Linked DNA regions of Rattus norvegicus: regions 2 and 3 are each linked to region 1. Evidence: chromatin contacts called from public Hi-C data. All regions are on one chromosome and are shown on one strand. The core of a region is the stretch at or near the end of the contact, and the rest is flanking DNA. Distances in the headings are between cores, read along the strand shown.

Evidence for each region. A called contact is a pair of places that touch in the nucleus more often than the background predicts.
Region 2: a Hi-C map of the A7r5 cell line shows a contact between it and region 1, with 8 times the contacts expected there. The contact joins the enhancer-like site here to the promoter of Mllt3 in region 1. A contact is called at or near these places in 5 of 12 Hi-C or Micro-C datasets (the A7r5 cell line, Schwann cells, frontal cortex and 2 more).
Region 3: a Hi-C map of frontal cortex shows a contact between it and region 1, with 2.9 times the contacts expected there. The contact joins the enhancer-like site here to the promoter of Mllt3 in region 1. A contact is called at or near these places in 6 of 12 Hi-C or Micro-C datasets (the A7r5 cell line, the Rat2 cell line, Schwann cells and 3 more).

The regions. Positions count from the first base shown.
Region 1 is chr5:107,559,949-107,563,041 of GRCr8, reverse strand. Mllt3 (MLLT3, super elongation complex subunit) reads left to right here and starts at 1,690. Exons shown (of 11, transcript NM_053718.4): 1 at 1,690-2,011. The coding sequence starts at 2,000.
Region 2 is chr5:107,316,677-107,319,769 of GRCr8, reverse strand. The region is part of intron 8 of Mllt3 (MLLT3, super elongation complex subunit); the gene reads left to right. Among named protein-coding and RNA genes, the nearest start is that of Mllt3, 240 kb to the left of the region's middle. Within about 2 kb of position 1,604, at least 6 of the 93 cell types and tissues checked have an H3K27ac peak or open chromatin away from gene starts, as enhancers often do.
Region 3 is chr5:107,722,281-107,725,373 of GRCr8, reverse strand. Focad (focadhesin) reads right to left here. Exons shown (of 44, transcript NM_001427695.1): 11 at 715-972. Among named protein-coding and RNA genes, the nearest start is that of Focad, 110 kb to the right of the region's middle. Within about 2 kb of position 1,508, at least 14 of the 93 cell types and tissues checked have an H3K27ac peak or open chromatin away from gene starts, as enhancers often do.

The sequences.
Region 1 (3,093 bases), core at 441-2,940:
TATAGATGTGGTTGAGAAATATGTCCTTGGACTTCTGTTCAAGTCTCCCCACCTCTGTGTGGAATTCTGGAGATTGGGTGTATCAATTTTAGGAGAATCACACTATGAGTTGGAAACTTGCTGCTTTGAACTTGGCTGGACCTGGTCTCATCTAATCCCCCATCATCCACTTTGTGAGTAGTGGGAAGAAAAGAACATGGTCATGGAGAAGGCACCCCAGGCAACCTCCTTCCCGTTATTCTCAAGTCTTTAATGCAAGGACGGAGTGAGTGAGTTGTGCTTTCAAGGTCTCCAGGCGAGAGGAAAAGAGGAGAGCAATAAAGTTGAGTCAGAAAGAGGAAGAGAGACAGAAAACCCAGGGAGAAAGGAGGACAGAAGCTGACAATCCAGAGAAAAGGGGTGGTGAACAAAAGAAAGTCTGGAAAATAGCCACCTCCCCAAACCAATTCAAGAAAGGAGTTAAGAGCCAGAGAGGTACAAGAACTTTATTTAACGAAACAAAGTCACACCCATCTTTCATTTTCGTATCTCGCCTAGATCTTATCCGTTTCCTTTTTAAAGGTTGTCTGGGTTTCTAGAGGAAGCTAGTAACTCTTTTATTTTCCCCTTTCGCCTCACGTATGGCTTGATATTCTACCCATGGCCACTGAGACAAAATACAATCGGAGCTGGGGCATTTGTAGAAGAGCGACTCTAGAACACTTCTGCGAAGGGTTGTCACCCGGGAGCCTAAATGGGTTAATACCCAGAGATGGATTGTGCTGGCTGTCACCAATATGCCTAAAGATTATAATCCAATTTATGCACATTACAGTCAGTATTAACTTTATCTATTTTAAGGCTCCCAGTAGCCTGGTGCGCCCTTAGAGAGAGGGCAGACCCTGATGCAACCCAGCAGGTTGTCAGTGGTGTGTGTGGGGGAGCCACAAGAAGCAAACAACTGGTTCCCAGAGGCTCTGCACCGGGCACTCCCAGGTGTCCCGCCTCCACCTGGGCACGGTTCACAGTCCGGGAACACCGAGGCGGGAGGCGTTTCCTAGGAAGGAAATGACATTCTTGTTTCGCGTTCATTTCTTTTTTAAGTTTTCAGTAACGGCGGCAGGAGGGCGGGGTGGGCTGGTGCCTCCGAGTAGATAGGGAAAGGGATTTAAGGGTTGCTGCGGGCTGTTCAGTCCCAGAGATTGCTATTAGGAGGCTTTTTTTTTTTCAAAAATTTTTTTGTTGCGTGGATTTCTCTCGCTCTCTGTTTAAGTAAGTTTGTTTGGGTGTGCGTTCTTGCGATTTCAGCACAAACCCACAAAAATCCATGGTGGAAAGTAAAAACAAGCCTGCTCCCCCTTCCCAAACGTGCTCACTGCCGCCAAAGACTTGAATTAACTACCCCATCTCCTGCGGCTGGGGGCTCCAGGCAGTGGCCACATTCCAGCAGTTTTAATCCGTTTTTTATTGTAGGGCGAACGGAGTTTGCACAGGGGCCGGGATGGCTCCCCAGCTGGCCGCTCTCCCAGTGCCAGGCCCCCTCCCTTCATTTCCTCCCCCTCCCCCATCAGGAACCTGTTACTTTAAGCGAGGCGTTCCAGTGTGGCGCTGCGGGCCGCCGGGGTTTCGGGAGGCGGCCTCTGATTGGCTCTTTCGAGCTCCCCCTGGCTCGGTCGCTCGGCCTCCCCGCGCGCTCCGCCCCGCCCGCGCGCCCTCCCTCCGCCCCGAGAGGCTCGAAGCCCGGGTGTCAGGCGCCACGGCGCATGCTCCGGACTCATCTCTGGCCCCGGAGCTGCTGCTGCTGCTGCTGCTGCTGCTTTTGCTTTTGGGGCTGAGTTTAATAAGCGAGCGAGAGAGCGAGCACGGGGTGGGGTGGGGGCAAAGGCAGAGCATGTCCGCCATCTACCCTCAGCTCCCGGGCGCGCTCTCATTCATAGCAGCCTCTTCATGAATTACAGCTGAAGGGGGCGGGGGAGGGGGGTACCACACAACACCCCGGCAAACCTCCGGGCCCCCAGGCATGGCTAGCTCGGTAAGTACATGCAAAAATAATAATAAAAGCCCCCCTCCCTCTCCTCCTCCGCCCCGCGCCGCCGCAGCCCAGACAGCGCCAGCGCTCCGCGGTTCCAATTAGAGAAAGGTTGGTTTTGCTCGCGGGGAGCTGCCGCCTCTCCCTCCTCCCCACCCCCCCCGGCGCGCGCGCACACACTCGCACACTCGCCGCCGCCGCCGCCACCACCACCACCCCCCCGCGCCTCCCGCCCGCCTCGCCTCTTTGCAATCGCAAGAAGCGCACTCACACTCCCTCTGGCTCACACACGCGCACACACACACTCACACCCGGTGGAAGGAGGCGAATAATAACTCAGCCATATTTCAGCCGCCGCCGCTGCCGGGAGCTGCGGGCACGGTCCGGGGACGCGGCGAGCAGCCTCTGCGGCCGCACCTCCGCCGCCGAGCGCCGCGGCCGCCACGATGGTGCGTTCTCCGCGGCGCGCGCGTGAGCCCGAGTGTGCGGGCTGACAGCGGCGGGGCTGCTCGCAACTTTGCCCCAGCGGCCGGTGTGCGCGACCAGGACTCGGCGGCGGTCCGCCAGTAGCCCTGCCTTTCTGCATTTCGTGGCTTTCGCTGGCGGGGGGAGGCTGGAGGGAGTTTGCGACCACTTTGGCTCTTGAAAGTGTGCAGCGTTGGCTCTTGTTGGACTGGCCTTGCCGGTCGTGGGGGGCTGTTCGCCGAGGGGTGCGGGGTGCTTTGAGTTGTGGATGCCTTGGCGTGTTTTCGTGCGGGCGTGAGTGAGTGTGTGTATGTGTGACGACGTCTCATTCTTGTGCATGAACCCCATGGTAAGAAAGAACACGGGAGTTTGTGCCCATTAGCAGAGGCTGCCTGTAGTTTCCATTCCGCCTGGCACCGCGCTCCACACGCACGCACACATACACGTACACAAAGACTTCCTCGGTGTGTGCCTGTCGCCGCGGTACTTTCGGGGAGGGGGTTCTCTAGAACCCCGGGTCCCCCATCCCAACCACCTCCCCTCCCACGCCGGGAAAGAGCCCCAGCATCCCCTCCTGATTGTCTCCTAATTTGTTACCGACGCGTTTGTTGTCGTGCTTG
Region 2 (3,093 bases), core at 355-2,854, 240 kb after region 1:
GTCCTAGATCACCTGGCTTCATTGTTCTGGGCCGATGATGAAGTAGAGTGGGATTTGTTTGGTGAATCCACATAAAGAGGAAATAGTGTGAAAATAACTTTCACATGGGCACAAAAATAAGATCTAAATTCCAGGGACCCACTGTCTTCAACCAGATTCCTTGTCTAAATGTCTGTCAGTTTACAAACCTATCAACGGACTTATCTATTGATTAAGACAGAGCCCTTAGGAGGTGGTCATTTTCTCAAATGCCTACCTTTGAAGCATTCTGTAGTAGGAACCAAGCCTTCGACACAAGTGCCTTTACAGAGCATTCTAGCTCCAAGCCATAAAATTGCCTTTTCCATATTGATACTGATCTCACAACTTTGAGTAGTGTTAGATACAGCGGAACTGTCTGCTGCCCCATCTCACATCTCCCAGGGTCTAAGGAATGGATAAGGTGCTAATTGAGTCAAGTATTTTCTAACTACTGAAGAAAGAACACAGAGCCACATGTCAACAAAGCAAAGAAGTCAATAGAAGTGTCATTAGGAGTTATTAATAGTGGCTAGCATAGGAAGAGTGTCAGTAGATAATCCATCTGCTGCATGATTGACTTGTTCCTCACCAAGGGGTTCAGAAAAAGTCTTGAAAATTTGATTCCCAAGCCATATCCTCAGATGTAGAATGAAGCACTACTAATTGGGATTGCTCTGTTTTAGAGATTGCCTTGTCTGATGGTTTAATTCAGTGTCTTGGGGTGGCTGTTTCCCTCTGCTCAGTTGATTGGTAAATAACAAAAAGTTTTACAATCATTTAAAGAAAGATGGCTTTCCCCCAACCCCAAACAGAGTGCATAAATTACAAACATACAAACAAACAAAACAAACAAACCCCCTGTCTTCTTAACCAAGCATAGACTGTGGATGGCAGATGTAAATCCCAGGGAGGACGTGATCCACTCAATTCAGCCAATATTCAGAATATCATAAATCACCTCTCCGCCTGCCAGGCATGGGTGAAATTCAGAAGAGTCTAGCCAGTTAAACAGGTTTGAAATAAGCCTTCGGAAGACAAGGTGTTGTACTTTTATATTCTGGATTCAGTCCCCGAAGATAAGAAATGATCATAAAAAAAAAAAATGTCTTCAGTATGGCTCCGCTTTCTCAGAATGAGGTTTTGACAAAGCTGTTTATTTTGGAGCAAGGACAGATCAAAGAGGGAAGATTAACCGAGCCCTCTCTGGGCAGCCACTCAGTAACTTGAGGCGGGTCACTGACACCCGGGGCTTTTGTTCCTGCCACCACAGCCTCAGAAGAAAGAAAACAGGATTTCAGTGTATTTTAGCCTTCTGTGCTGTCGCACTTTCGGAATGTGTGGGGTTGGACTTAAGCAGCCCAAATGTTCTACCTATTTTCTGCTTTGAAGAGAGGTTGCAGTATTGTCTGAACCTAACTTGTAAAGTTCCTTTGCAAATATAGCATCTCCAGACACTTGGGGGAGAAGTGGGGGATGGGGCCTCGGGAGGGGCAGATGTGATGGGAACAGATTCAGTTCTCTGAAGCACAAGGCAGACCTTCAGGGCTGCTCTCTCCTCCCTGCCTCAAATCTCAGCCAATTGTCCCTGTGTGGCCCAGCCCTGCTGCATTGGCCAGGAGTGCCATCTACTGACCTACTTACTCCAGGTCTCTGTGCTGGTTTTCCCCTTGAGGTCTCATTTCCAGCAATAATAAAGAGAAGGAGATTGCAAACACACAGTGGAGATTTTTGAGCACGTTAAAAATGATTGCCTTGCCTATGTTATTAGGTGATTTTCTTCTGTGGCCAGAAGGGTAGTATTTTAAGTTCGCCTGGCCAAATCAGTCATTTGCTTATTTTAATATTAAAAATGAATCTCAGGGAACACTGTTAGAATGTGTGTTACTGATGCATTATTTTCAAATCAAAGAGAAATATTTTATTTAGGAGTGTTTACTTATGCCAGAATATCATGGCCCTATTATCACCAAGTAGAATACTTACTCATTTTATAGCTGAATGAGACTACAGACGTTAACTTGTTTGTCTCATTCGTGTTTGGAGGCCCCAGGATGTTAAATGATATGCAAATCATCTGGTCCTATTCCTCTGTCATCACAAATTAAAAGTGAACACACCCTTGAGATCTTTGGTATATTATATGGTATTGAGGAAACCGTCTGCAGATTGAATTAGGACAGTGAACGGTATAGGGATGAGTAGGAGGAATATGGGACTTTTAAGAACATCCTTAGCATTTGGTATTAGTTTCTGATTATGGGATTTGGGTTATAATGAGAGAATATAAATTGCTTTTTATGTCTCTGCACATTCGTAAGCACTCACCAGCAAATGCAGTTATCCTCAACCTTTTCAAGCCGGAGCCATTTAACAATAGTCCTCCCAGAACCCTCAATATTGAGGATCCTGTATAAGTCAGTTGCATTTGTTAAACTGTAGTATTCTCTGTTAGTTGTGAGCATAGCTACCCAAGCTTCTGAATGGTGTATGAAAGTGTGCTGCACATGATCTGAATCACAGTTAACCCAGAAGAAGGAGAAGGTACTTGGCATTGTAGCATACATAACCACATCATTTCTTCAACCATAACTGTCTCTGCCATCAAAAGGTCCCAGACTACAACTAACTGATGGCCACCTTCACTCCCAAAGCCATGTCAGTATAGTGGAATAAGGTCCCAGCATCCGAAAGGCAGGTGTTCCAGAGGGTGAGGGTTCTTTTATCATCCCTAGCCCACCAAGCACTAGGATTCATGCTGAAGCTGCAGAATAAGCAGGAAAGAAGTCCGCCAGCCGGGACTGCAGTCTCGAAATAACTCAGCTGCTATGCGTGTTTGAGCACTATCAAGAAAGCAAAGCACCCTGGGAAGCTCAGATCAGTGTCCTTATCATCAATGGTTTCCTAAGCTCTTCTGCCCTGACTCAGCATTTAATATACTATCTATTTTCAGGGGCGGAGGAGTAGGCAGGATTAGAAAGAAGAAAAATATATAGCGAAATGCTATTTGGGAAACTGTTAATTGTGCATCTTGAGTGCCTGTTTATGTGGGTAGCTAGAAGGTGCTTGAAATGA
Region 3 (3,093 bases), core at 259-2,758, 160 kb before region 1:
GTTTCACCAAGAACACCAAGTAACGTTTCTAACCAGGAATGCATGAGTTTGTATTAGAGGTGAAGTTTTTCTTCACTATGCCTGAAAGAAAATCTACACATAGACACCAATAAACGGAATATAAAAAGTGCCATGTCTGCTGGTTAGAAAACCACACAGAAAACATTCTAGAAAGTCTAAGCAATAGAAAAAAGAAGACTGTTCTAAACTTATTTCTATTTTTAGAGGAGGAGGGAAGTCTTATTTATGTCTGACTGCTTATTACACTCAAGCTCCATGCAGACAGGATGACAACTGTTTATCTCACAGCCTTGTCTGCAGATCAGGACCACACAGGGTAAGGATACAATGTTTCTGTTTATTAAATGACTGAGTGAAGACAGGATCAAACTGTAAGGAATCTATCATGGATTGATTAACCTGGGTCACGTAAGATCAATATTAGAACTAAAAAGAAATGCACCGTGGAACGGGTTGTGACGAGCAGAACAAAAACGTACTGAATTCAGGGTTCCTCGAAAATTGTAGTTTAAAGAAAAATACTTGCACTGTTAAGGGAACATCAACTCAGAGTAAGAATAAAGAAACCAAACTAGGAAAATAGACATTTTTAAGGCCATAAGTTAAAACATCATCATAAATAAACTAATAATAATCCATAATTATAAATACTAAGCTTTTCTCCCATTCCCTTTCCATATTTTCTGTCTTTACCTGAGAGGAATCTGCTTGAGCTAACTGTGTGGTGACCTTCAGTATCTGCTGAAGATTCTGTCCTCCATCTTCAACAAGCAGGTGAGCCAGCAGTAAGAAAACATGTGGGGGGATCACTGTGGTGGCAGGGAGCAAGGACTCTACTGCAGCCAGCCAGTCACTCGCTGCGGACGCTTCTCCCATGACTTCAAGAATCCTGCAGGCAGTGAAGACTGAGCCATACATGCTGCTCACAGGAAAAGCAAGCCTGCAGGAGATCTGGAAAACAGACATAAGAAGGCATTAAAAAAATGAGATGAGTATATGTCAGAAAGATATTCCTATTCCTGACATTCACGTATTTTACAATGCATTATCAAAATCATTCCCCCAACGACAAAAAATAGACACTTTGAGGTCCTGCCAAATGGCTCTCCACCCAAATGTGAGGCAATAGGATGAGACAAAGAGGAAAACAGTTGTTCCATTGAACTGGGGAATGCTTTCACACAGATTTTTTTTCTCTATTTACCATTCACTTCCTATTAAGACAGAGAAGGGAAATGGATCAATATACAAGATCCAAAAGCAACAGAGTTTGGGAAAATCTATTTCCACTTTTTAAAAAAGCCTCAAAGTGACCAACAATGAGAAGAAAAATAGATGCCCCGCTTCATTTGCCCAGCTCCAGGCCCTTGCAAGCGGCAGCCCAAAGCAGATGGCAGACTTGGACACGGGACAATTCCCATTGGTAACAGACAGTATGTGGACAGGAACAGAGTTGGTTCAGCCCGAGCCTGGTAATTCATTAGTAATTGTGAATAACTTCAGCTACAAAACATAGTCCCAGCTCTAAGCTGAACAAGACCAAGAGATGGTGCTGCATTTCAGCAAATCTGAGAAAAAGCTCCTCACATAAGTGTGGTACTGTCGTCAGGTCCAGGGAGTGAACAAGACTATGCAGTGACACTTGAGTGGAAACAACTCAAATGAAGCCACAAGCATTGCAGAAGCATTTGACACTGTCTGCTAATAGAGTCGATCACATTTCACAGAAGAGAATGGCAGAACGTAAACTCTCTTAATACCTATTATCATAGGATGACATAAGTATAAAAATAACCATCGAAAGGATGGGAAACCTAAATGTTATGTGCTTTTTTTAAGTTTATGATTTAGTAGATGTCAGTAATTGATAGAATTTTGAGACCATCACCAGGGTTGACTTTTACGATATTTCCATTACTCCAAGGGGAAACCCCAATAGCAGACCCCTGTTTCCTGTCCCTGGAAACCACCCACTGGCATTATATTTTTACTCTGGCTATTTTATGTGATATAAAGCATGTAATTTTGGATGTTTTATGACAGGTTTTATATGTTAGACACCACTCATTTTGCTGCTTCCTCTCATTTAGCATGTTTCAAGGACTGTTCATGTCCTGGCTTGGGTCTGTACATCTCATTGCCAAACAGCATATATAGCTCCTCTTGTCGATCCATTCATGATGGATGGGTAATTGAGCCATTTCCATTCTGGGAAGCAATTATAAACACTGCCATCAGCGTTTCCACAAACATTTGTAAGACAATTCAAATAAATACACAACTCTTTTGAACATATGATAAAGAGAGGCTGTCAGGTTTGAACATTAAATAGTACTCTAAAAACAAGTATGGAAGTTCTAGCCATACTAATGACTAATGTGAACAGATTCCCCAAGTGAAAATATAAGAAACATAAATAGTTTACATAGAACACCATTATTTTTTCCAAAAGAGGCTGAGGTTGTACTGCATTATATTGTAGTACGCTGTATTGTATTGCTGTATAGCAAACTGGTAACCACTAAGCAAAATCTTCTCTTTAAAACAGCAAGAATGCACTACTAGGAACCATAGCGAATAACAGGGCCTCTCGTCATATACCATTTTATACTTTCTGAGCCATGCAAATGTATTACTATTTCAAAAATCATACAGAATTTAAGCCTAAATACTAATCTAAATTTATATACCTTCGTCTTATAAAAGGTACTGTTGACAAGAAGATAAAATTCATTAATGATGATGGCCACATCCTTTATACTAATGAAAACAACACTAGATCTGAGACATAAAAGACTTGGTCTTCAGAAAAACCAAGGCAGTCATGAAATACCCTGCAATCGCTCTAAACTTTACTTTACTCAATTATACAATTTAAAGGACAACTACCTTCTTACGGAGATATGAAGATGATTATGAAACAATCTAATATCTAATAAACCAGCTAGTACAATGCTTATAATTGCAAATATAGGAAAATGTTATCCCTGTCTTGGGGAAAGGAACCCAGGGTAAGAGTAGAAAAGATCAATAACTGGATGTGAACATGAACCATAAATTGAGTCCAAAGCA